4 separate regions of the Mus musculus genome follow, and regions 1, 2 and 4 are each linked to region 3. The links are chromatin contacts, called in public HiChIP or PLAC-seq and promoter capture Hi-C maps. All regions are on one chromosome and are shown on one strand. Each heading gives the region's core, a stretch centred on a gene start, on an enhancer-like site or on the middle of the called end of the contact. The rest is flanking DNA. Distances are from core to core; before and after follow the strand shown.

Region 1 (2,909 bases), core at 167-2,666, 610 kb after region 3:
CTTGAAGCATATAGCAGATTACATCCACGATATGTAATGGGAAAGAACTGAGTTAGCCTCTGCCCCAGTCAGTATGCAGGCACCAACCTGCCCAACTGTCAGCTTGACCCCCACATTTGCTGGCTGAAGGATACTGTATTATCAGTGATCTGGCCTTTCAGCTGAGGTGTGGGTGCCAGGGCCTGAAGGAGGTATGCCTTCCTGAGCCTAGAGAAGGGCCACTGACTGGTGCTGGCCACCAAGGAGACATGCTGAGAGCCGGGCCAAGGAGGAGGCTTGGAGACTGGCAGCAGACAAGCTCCCAGGACCCCTGTGCCCACCAGGCAGTCAGGCACTACAGCACAACCACCAGGTGGCCAGCAACTAGTGATACAGCTTCAGGTCCTGGTAACTCGGGCAAGGGAAGGAAACAGAAACAGGCAACATGGAGAGGTGAAGGCTTTGGGCTTCAGGAGCAGCACGCAGGCTCCCCTGGCCCCGCCTCCAGGAGCATGCATGGGCAGCTCCAACTAGAAAGACAGCCATACCACACACACCTATAATTAGGCAGAATGCTTGCTTTAGTTGTTTACAAGGTGGACCTAGCAGACTCTCCCTGGTACTTGGACATTCACTAGAAATTTAAAAATTCCTTTATTATAAAGTTCCTACCAAGGACTGTCCAGTAGCTGGCCCTGCAGAGAAACATCTAAGTATCCAGGCAGACCATTCTCTGAAAAGGACCAACTGCCCTGCTGACTTTGCACCGGAATTAAGACAGTGAGCACTCCTGCAAGGACCTGGGAGGATACTGCTTTCTTCCCTGGGGAACAAGGAGAATGAATTTGCACACCTACCCAGAAGCTAAGAGCTCAACTGAGAGAGGAAGGCTTGGGGTAGGGGTCTCCATGGTTCCCTCTCCTAGGCTTCCTAAGGGAGGCTGCTCTTGAGGAGTTTGTAGAGTCTGCTTTGAATTCTTCCAAGGTCCTTTCTGTCGGGAAATGGCTTCAGTCGTAGGTCAGAGCCTGAGGTGGATGTCAAGTGCACTTCCAGGACTATGGGTTCCTCTGGGAAAAGGGGGTGGAAGGTGCCTCTTGCTTTGAGCTCTGGAAACTGAATGGGAGGCACAGCGTTGCCTATTTTGTGATTGTACTGTCTACACAGTGTCTGAAAGAAGTTGAATGCAGAGAAGAGCATGATGTTCTGTAAAATGCAAAACTCTGCCAGGCATCATGGGGCAGGCCTTAATCCTAGCACTCAGGAGGCAGAGGCAAGTGGATTTCTATGGGTTCCAGGCCACCCTGTGTCTACAAAGTGAATCCAGGACAGCCAGAACTACACAGAGAGCACTCTCCCTCACACACACACACACACACACACACACAAATGTAAAATGGGGAAATTCCAGTGCCCTGAAACCTCTCAGTGTCCTGAGCTGTGGTCGGCACAGAGCCTTATGTAGCAGCCGCTAGTGGCCAGGGCACTGTGGGGATGTGTACACAGTAGATCTTGTCAGCTGTGGTGCCTTCGCTCCCTTCCTGGCATGGGCCCAAACACTTCGGGTTATTATTTTAACAAGTCCAGTCTCACTGGAAGATTTGCTTAATTCCCACTGTGCAGGATAGCCATTTCCTTCACCCCAGCAGCAGGCAGTGCCTGGCTGAGTGGTTAACTTGGCTCCTGTGGGCTGTGGCTTGTTCCTGTTCTGTCTCCCCACCCCCACCCCCACCCCCCAACATGGCTTTCTATATAAGCCTGGTGGAAAAAAAAAAGCAAAACAAAACAAAAAACCCTGCCCCACGATCGATTATCACATCTCATATGAGGTTAGGTATTGTGTGTCACATGGTATTCACTTGGCTTGGTAAAGGTGAGGAGGGCATGACTCAGAGGCCCTCCCAGTTTCACCTCCTTCCAGTCCTGGTAGCCTCCTTTGTCCTGACCAAGACACCCTTCTTCCTCTTGAGGCTTAATGTAAATCTCACTCAGAGGCCCCTTTTTTTCTGGGCCTCTTCTGGTCAGCCTCAGACTCTCTGCCTTGGGCCAGACCCAGGGTGTGCCCCAGAAAAGCCCACTTGTATTTTTGCCTCTCCGTACAGGGGGCCTGTGGCCCCGTGCTTACCCCGATTCAAGCAGCTTTTTCATTCTTCTCCCTGTCACTAGACTATGGTTTCTCCCCAAAGCTTCAGTCCTCCAGGCTGCCTGGTCAGCAGCTCTGGGTGGCCAGCACGCACTTCCTTCAGGTAAACGGGAGGAGCTCCCTCCGTTCCACCCACATATCTCTCCTGGTTCTTCCCCAGCTTTGCAGCCTTTCTGATCTCAGCCCTCACATTTGCATCCCGCTGGAGCTGACTCCAGATCTCAGGGATTCCCCCAGTGACGGTTTGGCTATACCCCAGTTTGGCTATATCCCTGTGTTGTGTGACATTTCCTAGGGAGATGCAGCATGCCTATCTATTTACCTCAGGAATCCCATGACAGACCAAAGTCGAACTTGGTGGACCAATGAGTTTATTGGGGATCCTTACAGGAATATGGGTGAGGGGTTGTTTACGGGAGCAGAAATGACTCAAAGAGAGCCACATCACCAAAGTCCATCCCAGCATGGGTGACAGCTCAAAGAAGCTGGGAACTGGGAGCCCACTGCACAGCCTGCAGGCAGCTCAACAGGTTGGAGAATGTCCTTTCCAAATGACTCAGTTGGTCTAAGCCTCTTCCAGGCAGCTCGGCTGGTTTCTGCTGCTTTTAGGTAGCTGGTCTGGTCTCGGTTTTCCTTGCGGCTCAGCTTCCTTTGGTCTGAGGTGGACTCTCAGCTTTTATTGCCTACCCTGGCAGGAAGGAGCCTCGTGAATCTGGTTAGTTTCAGGGAGGTCTTGAAGCTATTTTGAATCGGTTACCTTCCTGTTTAAAGAGCTTCCCCGTATCACGGA
Region 2 (2,929 bases), core at 322-2,821, 640 kb after region 3:
GAAAGAGAACATTTGATAAAAGACAGAAATAGGTCATTTTCACATGTGCTGGGTGTGAGTTGGAGAGGCCTTGGTGCTATGGGAGTTGGCTCAAGCGTGCGGCGCTTTGCTAGCTCTGCACCTGCACCATTAGGTGGCCTTTGGCAGGACACAGCTCACTCCTCTCCAAAAGCCAAACTCAACCTTCGGGACAGAAAACAAAGTCCCCTGCCTCATCTCTCTTCTGTGTAGCCCAGTCATGGGAGTGGGGGTGGGAGAAGGGAGGGGGAAATCTCAGGAAAGGTTTACCAGGAAGTAGTTTACCACCCTCACTCTTGAGCACACAATGGGAACTCCCTCTTCTGTCTTGAGTCTAAACCAAGGGGCCTTGTTAGCACCCTGATAGAATGCATGGCCCAGTACAGACTGGCTAAAATCAGAGGACCCGATGGCCCCTAGCCTATTTCATTATGCTCCTGCCTCAGGGAGAAATGGCTCAGGGCTGCCTACTTATCAGTGGAGTGGAAGTGGGGGTGGGGGCACTGAAAACTTGTTTTAAGAGCCTCTGATTTCCAAATTGTCATGGGAAGCAGTGGCAGAGGCGGGCATGGGGATGCATGGGGGATGGGGGATATACCCATCTGTGTGTTCTGAAGCCACCATCAGTTAAATTTTGCCACTGCCCTTCCCTTCGCCCAGGGACCAGCTGCACAGAGGCTCTATTTTCAGCAGCAGCAGCAGCAACACAAATGTCCGGCACAGCCAGTCAACTTCCTGGTGTGAAACCCTAGTGCCTGGTCTCCCAGGCCCCAGGGTGCAACAGGCAGACCTCTCAGACAAGGTTCTGGACTGAATACAGTTCTCTGCCTGCTGCTTCCTATCCTAGTGTGACTGTACTTATAAAATGACATGTCAGGCACCGTGCAAAGCGTTGTACAGACATTGCCTCCTTGGTTACTATGGGAGAGGCATGCTGTGTACGGAACAATCATATCATACCTGTTGCTCATAACATTAGTTCCTCAAAGCACTGTTTGCATGGGGAGGAGAAATGGATTTGACTTCTATATTTTGCAGGGAAACTTCCAGATGCCTCAGTCTGAGTCAGGTCTGTGGCAGTCATGTCTACGGTGGACATAACTTCTTCAGACTGCCCATCTTAACTCACAAGTGTGTTTCTGTCCCACTGTTTCTCCCATCAAGAATGAGGTCTTTTAGATGCCTGTTTCTCAGCTTTTCTCTTGCTTGTTCAACCGAGGTGTTTCTTGCCAGGACCAGAGAGGCAGGGATTCTGGGCCCGGCTATGGACTGGCTGGCCACCCGAGGTCTGGCAAACATCCCTTCCAGCCAGGGGCTCTGGGCTGCGGGTCCTAGAAGGAGCTGCCAACAGAGTGCAGGGTTTCAGGGGAAGGCCGTTGGTGCCAGTGGGAAGGCAAGGGCTGGCTGGCCAGAGGCCCTTCTTCACAGCTCAATGCCGGGTGGCTCCTCTACTTATGAGCTTTGTGAGATTTAGATCACTCGGGATTAGCCACAGGTTTTGGGGGTCAAAGCAGAGGTTAGAAAGAGTTCTTTCCCCATGAATCACACTTCCCCAAAATGTAAAACTCCCACAGGAGTCAGCTTGCTTTATAGAACTGGCAGCAGGGAGGGGGACAGCTAGAACTCGTGGGGAGCTTTTCCTGAAGAAACTTCTGGAAATGCTGGACAAAGGAATTTGTGGGTAGGAAAGGAGCCAGTGGACAAAGATTCTCTGGGACAAGTTAGGTGGACTGGAGCTGGCAAGCAGACTGCCACGAGGCTTACAGATACTGCTGGCCTAGAGGGCTAGGCACACTGGTAGTGTAGTGTGTGAGCAGAGTCAAATGTGGCAACTGTGTGTTTCCTTGTTCCTTCCTGGATTGAGCTGGTACCTTCTCAATGACATCGGCAGAATTCTCTTGATGGTCTCAGAATAGCAATGTGCTTATCAACGCCCAAGTCTGGCCACTTCACAGTTCATAGCCTTTGCTTTCCAGCCCAGCATGTGGTGTCGTCTAAATGAGTGAATGAGCAGAGGCTGTTGAGAGAGTTCTTTCAGTTCTGTTGGAGACTGTCAGGGCTAGCCCCAAGCATTAGGAGCCAAGAAAAGCATCAAGGGATAGAGAGATGGCTCAGTGGTTAAGAACACCCACGTGACAGCTCACAACCGTCTGTAAACTCCTGTTCCAGGGGATCTGACACCCTTCACACCGACATACATGCAGTCAAAACACCAATGGACATAAAATTAAAAAATAAATAAAAAATTTTAAAAAGAAAAGCTTCAATTTATTTAAAGAAAAAAAAAATACAATAAAGACATGCCCTCCTTAAGACCCAGATGGCCAGGTGACACTTTAGGAAGCCGTCTTGGTGAGGTTTGTTCTTTTAGGTCTTCATTTCTCACTCACCAGCCTTTCTGTGAGCCCCTGAAGAAGCCCACAACCCAGACAGGGCAACACCCACTCCTGCTGGTCTTTAAAGCAAGGTATTTTGAGGGCTCAGCGCACTCCAGCGAGCCGCTCACTCCCACAGACCCAGGCTTTACAGAGGCAGTGCCAGGACAGGGCTGAACAGGGCTGACATGGGAGTGGCCTTCTGCCCTCCTCCTAAGTTTGGTTCTTGAAAAGAGCAAGGGTAAGTGTCTACCTTGAGGTCACATAGCTAGTAATTGACCCCAGAACCCCATTCCTCAGCTTTCTTTCTAAACTTGAGTCAAACTTTTATTTATTTATCTATTCAATGTGCATTGGTGTTTTGCCAGCGTGTATCTCTGTGTGTCACATGCCCGGGAACTGGAGTTACAGACAGTTGTGAGTTGCCATGTGGGTGCTGGTCCTTTGGAAGAGCATCAAATGCTCTTAGCCTGAGTTAACTCTCTTGCCCCAGTCAAGCCTTTTAGAAGCCCTCTGAGCATCAGGGAGCATTTGGG
Region 3 (2,995 bases), core at 324-2,823:
TGAACTTTACATGGGCTTTCTTTTCATAGTTGGGAGACAGTAATGTGGATTTGAGTGGTTTTTGTAGCTAGTTCTCATTTATGTTCAAAGAAAAAACTCTGTGAACTTTATTGGCTTTATTTATTTTGTGGTTTTTTTTTTTTTTTCCCTCGAGACAGGGTTTGACTGGTCTCAAACTCAGAAATCCACCTGCCTCTGCCTCCCGAGTGCTGGGATTAAAGGCATGCACCACCACGCCCGGCTTTTATTGGCTTTATTTGAGACAGTCTTAGGTAGTTCTAACTTGGCCTGAAATTTGTCATGTAAACCAGGCTAGTCTTAAACTTGCAGTGTTCCCCCTGCCTCTAATTGCTGGAATTACAAGCATATGTTAGCATGCTAAGCTTGCAGCAGTATCTTTAAAAAAAATTTCCCATCAGGAAGATCTTATGTATATGTATATGTATAGTTGTGTGTGTGTGATTAAACATATAACCACCATTGATACTTTCAAAAGGAATAAGTGGGAACTAGGGATGAGCTACAAATTTACCCCGCTTTGGAAACAATTGCTTTAGGGAATTTTTATTTCTCTAAGCTGGATGTTACTTTTTGTTATGGTTGCCCCTTGCAAAGGGCCGAGTTAGGAATTTGAGTCAGCTTAAGTGGGACAATTTGGAAAACCCTGTTCATTCCCTGCCAAAGAGCTAATTGTGTCTCAAGTTGAGGGTGTGCATGTGTGTTGCTGGGTTGGGATGTGTGTGTGTGTGCGTGCGTGTGTGCGCGCGCGCACACACACACACACACACACACACACACACACGTGTATGAATGAATGTCTTGTGGGGTAGAACAGGTACTTGGTAGCTAGTGTAGAGAGGAAGGAGTTCCTTCCTATAAGGTGTGTGTATCTGTGAGGAATTCTTGTAAATGCAGTTCAAACTGGTTCCCCTGCTTTGACAGACACCTAATTCCCTGGGGAGGCGGGCAGGGCAGGGCAAGGGGCCGGCTGTGTATGATGAGAGGTTCTGCAGTGGGAGGTGTTCAAACGCATATTAGTATATGTTTGGATCTTGAGGCTGTCACGAATCTTTTCTGTCCTTCTTCCCCCAAGCTGGAGCCTATTACCCAGCCCAAGGTGTGCAGCAGTTTCCTGCTAGTGTGGCTCCTGCCCCAGTTTTGATGAACCAGCCACCCCAGATTGCTCCTAAGAGGGAACGGAAAACTGTAAGTAGCAGCTAGGAGCTCTGGGATACCTGGAAAGGGACACTCATGGTCTGCTGTTGGCTGGAATGTTGCGCTTGTGGGAGCAAAACTTCATAGACCTGAATGTAAGCAGAGAGTAAGGTCTGTGGAGAAGTCCCTTGTAAGGGGATTGTTCTGTAGAAGAACTCAGAAGACGACTTGGGCAGCAGGGAAAGACCCAAGAGACTTGGGCTCTAGTAGGTTCACAAGATGTGTGGTTGTTTTGGGGATGCTGGTGGTTAGCTTTGGAAATGGTTTGTTTTCTGTGCTCCTAACTCCTTGGTCCTGGAAGCTCTGGAGGCCTCCGCCTCTGCTCAGTCCTCAAGCCCTGGGCACGGTGCCCAGAATAGGGTGCCAGGGCTGGGGAAGCCGCTGAGTCACCCTGGCTCCACCCACTGCATCTGGGCCCTACCCCTAGAGATCAGACCGACTAGCCACAAGTGAGCTAGCCGGATGTTTGATGGGGGTCTTTAGGCCTAGGGTGTTTGGCTATTGACTTAGGGATTGCTGGTGGGTAGAGGGGAGGGAGGGAGGGGCATTGTGATGTACTGGGCTGCTCTGTGAGGTCAAGAGTCTTGGGGTGGGGGCTAGGGCAGCGACTACAAGAGCAGCCGGATGGGTTGACAGTAGAACTCATGGGGTTTCTGGCACCCACCCACCTGCTTCCCAGTAGGGGTGGGAGGTTGGCCCAGAGTGTTAGGAGGGGCAGGGTGGAGAGGTGGGCTTCTTCTGCTTCCCACTCATCCTATAGCTTTTTTTCCCCAGATCCGAATTCGAGACCCAAACCAAGGAGGGAAGGATATCACAGAAGAGATCATGTCTGGGGCCCGCACTGCCTCCACACCCACTCCTCCCCAGGTACTGTCATATCTTTGAGTGATACCTTGGTTTGGACAGCTATTCTGCCCTAGATTCCGAAGTCACTTGATCTTTCCCTTCACCTTAGGGGTTTGTTTCCCATTTCCCTGCTTTCCTGGATTTCTAGGCAGAGCTAAAGTAGAAATGACTCTAGTAGAGAAGGGTGTGGAACTCTTCAGTGCAAACTTATAACGCTTTGTGTCCTGCAGACGGGAGGCAGTCTGGAGCCTCAACCCAATGGGGAGTCGCCTCAGGTTGCTGTCATTATCCGGCCAGGTAAGGAAGGCAGTGGCACAACCTTTACGGGGGAAGTGGGGAGTGTGAGGATTTACACTTGAAGGAGTGATTCAAACTGAGTACCAGAGAATGACTTAGGTGTCCTGTAGTGGGTTTGAAGTTGCACTGTTTGGATGAGGGGTGAGAACAGCCAAGGTGGGAGAAGGTTGGGATGTGTTTTGTTAAATTGGAAGTAAGCTTCACTAAGAGGAAGAACAAGAACAGTGAAGGACTTGCTGTCATGCATCCATTCTTCCTGCAGATGACCGGTCGCAGGGAGCAGCCATTGGGGGGCGGCCAGGACTGCCTGGCCCAGAGCATAGCCCTGGCACAGAATCTCAGCCTTCGTCGCCTTCTCCAACCCCATCACCACCCCCAATTTTGGAGCCGGGGTCTGAGTCTAATCTTGGAGTCCTCTCTATTCCTGGGGACACTATGACAACAGGGATGATACCAATGTCTGTAGAAGAATCGACCCCTATCTCTTGTGAAACTGGGGAGCCGTATTGCCTCTCTCCAGAACCCACTCTTGCCGAACCCATACTGGAAGTAGAAGTGACACTCAGCAAACCCATTCCAGAATCTGAGTTCTCTTCCAGTCCTCTCCAGGTTTCCACGGCCCTGGTGCCTCACAAGG
Region 4 (2,702 bases), core at 83-2,582, 700 kb after region 3:
GAAGCCTGTAGGTGTTTTGAACATGAGACTCCCTCTCGCTGTCTACATTCCCGTGAGCCTCGACAGGCAGGTCTGGACTATTTAGACTGATTTCCCAGGTGAGCTGAATGGGAATGTCTTGGTGACTTTCACAAGTGACATGGTTGGTGAGTCACTTGGCTGCTGTCTTAGATTTCTAGGCAGGAGGATGGGAAGGGAGGTGAAGATGGGGAGGAGACAGGATCTGGATGGATGCAGCCCAGGATTTGAAGGAATTGAAGGGTGAGTGATCATAGTTCCTCTGCACCCAGAGAGCCCCACCCTGAGTCACATGCTTTTCCCTGCTGACATCCCGACACCTTCCCTGCTGAGCAGGACTGAATCACCCCTGTTGCTTCCTCTGCAAGGTGCTGTCAGCCAGGCCCTCCTGGCTTTTCCTAAGACTTGACACAAGGCCCATTTTTCAGGTAGAGAATATCTGTGGGTCCCTCTGGGGTCTGGTCCATGTTTAAACCATGAGGAGGTGTTTGTGAATTTCTCAGACACTATGAACAGCATCTGACCTCTCAACAGAGATAGACAGCGGTGGGGGCAAGAGTGATGCCCAATTACACAACAATAACAACAATTACAGCTGCCATTAGCGTAGCACCCACTTCCAAAGAGCTTCAAGCATTATCAAGTTTATTAGGTTTTTTGACCTCATAAAAATCCCACAAATGGGTGGAGATGGTTATGATTATACCATTTTATAGGTTTGAAAATCAAGGCCTAGAAAAATGTTAAGTGACTTGCTGAGGTCTTCCAGCAAGGAGTCAGGAAGTGGGTCTGAGTCTGCCCTGACTCTTGAAGCTGTAGGAGTTTCGAACGTGGGGCTCCCTCTTGGTATCTTCATTCCTGTGAGCTAAGGTGTGGCCAGAGGAGGTGTCTGGCAGTAGACTCAGAGAATGTTCAAGCACAAGGTCACCCAGAGACAGTGAGTCAGGCATCTTTATTTTGAGGTCAGTTTCCTCTTTCACTTCCCCAAACACTGGCTGAGGAGTGACCTCACTTGTTACCCATTATCTGATCACCAGCTCTGAGGAGGTTTCGCACAGTGGCGGGTTTTAGTAAGAGCCATGTGCAAAAGAGGTCAGCATTCCTGTCCTGGGATTATGCCCTTCTGGTCCACTAATCCCTTAACAAGGGTGTGGCCCTTGTGAGCTTGCTATTGATACGACCTCTTCCTGGTGCCCTGACCCAGTTCTTTTCCCTCACGGTTGACCTCCTGGGACCGCTCCTCTACTTCTTAGCAGAATCCCAGAGCCTTGCTAAATATTCAAGGCCTCACCCTCCAGGTCCTGAACTCTCCTCCCACCTTTGGCTCCTCCCCTCCCCTTCTCATGAAATCCTGTCTTCAGCCAGCCTGGAGGACTGGCCCAGGCACGTCTCCTGTTTTCCCAACTCCACAGCTTACTGCTTTAGCATCCCTAGACCAGAAGAGCCTCTCCCGTGCTCTCTGCCTGCTCAGTTTCTATCTTTTAAAGCTATGTCCCTCGTGAAACCCCCCAGGAATCTATCGCCAGGAAATGCTCTCCTTTCTATGACAGTGCAGAGTGCCTGGTACCCAGGCCTGTACACGCGCACAGTCCCCTGTCATGTCGCAATGGAATAATGAATGCATCAGGTATTCCCAGAGCTATAAAGATCACAGAATCTTGTGATATCGTTTACTCGTGATTGCGTGCATATGGGTCACTTCCTAGGTTGAAAGTGTGTCCGTCCTTGTTGAGTGGTACTTTCATGTCACCCTCAGAAAAGCACCGAAAGGCAGGACTCATTGCTTCTGTTTTGTGAGTGGCAATTGCTGAACACAGACTGAGAGGAAGTCCTGTGAGCTGTTTACCTGCGTGTTACTCACAAAGAAACTGCTGCCAGCCAAGGTGCCAGCTGTTCCCAAGGAATGCATTAAAGCTTGCGTGGCCCTTCAAAGAGGACCCACTTAGCAGCAAAGCAGCTCTGTAGCCCTGGGAAGGCTGTCTGCCTTCATCCAAGGGCAGCTCCTGGTATCCACTCAGGTGTACTGCAGGTCAGAGGACGGCCTGCGTACCCGAACATTCTCTGCCCCAAGGGAGCCCCAAGTGCCTGGCAGTAAAGCCCATAGACTTTTGCCTGAGGTGATACGGCTTTTAATCTTTTAATATATCTTAGAAGTGAGGGTACTCACCTTGGGCCAACACATGTCCTTGGATATGAGTGGAAAATTCCATTCCAGAATGCCCCTGCAAAGAATGGTGGTCCTTTGCTCTGGAAGCTCTTAAATATATCTGACATAGAATGAGAGCAATGAGAAGCTGGGTGTAGAGTCTTCAGTTACTGATGTTTCTGTCACTGTCTGGTTCCTAGTCACACTTTGAAAACATTGGTAGTGGCTTTGAGTATGATACTAAAAATATTTAAAAAAAAATCAGGTGAACATCAAAGATACCAGAGGAGTCCATCCCAGCTAAGATGTAGACACAGAGCCTAAAGACCTGACTAAAGTTCCCTCCAACTGTCATGCACTGAGAAAGCATCGTAGGAGGACCTTTCTTCAGGAAGCAAGGCTGAAAGAGCCAGGTCTCCTGTTTCAACAGGGGCTTTGCCTCAGCCCTCACGTGTAAGGGTTTGCTACTGTGAAGCCAGTGTGAGCCAGCTCTGGATTTACCCATACCTAGCCAGTCACATCTGTAACATTGAACCTG

What was found. HiChIP or PLAC-seq counts read pairs in DNA pulled down with a chosen protein or histone mark. Capture Hi-C pulls out chosen DNA fragments and counts their contacts.
Region 1: a FOXA1 HiChIP or PLAC-seq map of pancreatic cancer cells shows a contact between it and region 3. The contact joins two enhancer-like sites. A contact is called at or near these places in 2 of 39 promoter capture datasets (the 3T3-L1 cell line and 3T3-L1-derived adipocytes) and 1 of 115 datasets of contacts at active chromatin or transcription factors (pancreatic cancer cells).
Region 2: an HNF4G HiChIP or PLAC-seq map of pancreatic cancer cells shows a contact between it and region 3. The contact joins two enhancer-like sites. A contact is called at or near these places in 4 of 39 promoter capture datasets (the 3T3-L1 cell line, cranial neural crest and hippocampal neurons) and 1 of 115 datasets of contacts at active chromatin or transcription factors (pancreatic cancer cells).
Region 4: a contact with region 3 is called in a promoter capture Hi-C map of adipose tissue. The contact joins two enhancer-like sites. A contact is called at or near these places in 2 of 39 promoter capture datasets (the 3T3-L1 cell line and hippocampal neurons), 4 of 115 datasets of contacts at active chromatin or transcription factors (bone marrow-derived macrophages, craniofacial prominence, embryonic basal ganglia and 1 more) and 2 of 9 other capture datasets (adipose tissue and pancreatic islet).

Annotation. Positions count from the first base shown.
Region 1 is chr16:21,284,830-21,287,738 of GRCm38.p6, forward strand. All of the region lies in intron 1 of Gm16863 (predicted gene, 16863), which reads right to left. Among named protein-coding and RNA genes, the nearest start is that of Gm16863, 11 kb to the right of the region's middle. Within about 2 kb of position 1,417, at least 37 of the 459 cell types and tissues checked have an H3K27ac peak or open chromatin away from gene starts, as enhancers often do. A contact at or near this core is called in pancreatic cancer cells, where this site is marked.
Region 2 is chr16:21,317,475-21,320,403 of GRCm38.p6, forward strand. No RefSeq gene overlaps it. Among named protein-coding and RNA genes, the nearest start is that of Gm16863, 22 kb to the left of the region's middle. Within about 2 kb of position 1,572, at least 69 of the 459 cell types and tissues checked have an H3K27ac peak or open chromatin away from gene starts, as enhancers often do.
Region 3 is chr16:20,676,593-20,679,587 of GRCm38.p6, forward strand. It overlaps Eif4g1 (eukaryotic translation initiation factor 4, gamma 1), which reads left to right. Exons shown (of 33, transcript NM_145941.3): 7 at 1,094-1,206; 8 at 1,990-2,082; 9 at 2,292-2,358; 10 at 2,621-2,995. Among named protein-coding and RNA genes, the nearest start is that of Eif4g1, 5.4 kb to the left of the region's middle. Within about 2 kb of position 1,574, at least 97 of the 459 cell types and tissues checked have an H3K27ac peak or open chromatin away from gene starts, as enhancers often do. A contact at or near this core is called in adipose tissue, bone marrow-derived macrophages and pancreatic cancer cells, where this site is marked.
Region 4 is chr16:21,381,364-21,384,065 of GRCm38.p6, forward strand. No RefSeq gene overlaps it. Among named protein-coding and RNA genes, the nearest start is that of Gm36224, 8.8 kb to the right of the region's middle. Within about 2 kb of position 1,333, at least 111 of the 459 cell types and tissues checked have an H3K27ac peak or open chromatin away from gene starts, as enhancers often do. A contact at or near this core is called in adipose tissue and bone marrow-derived macrophages, where this site is marked.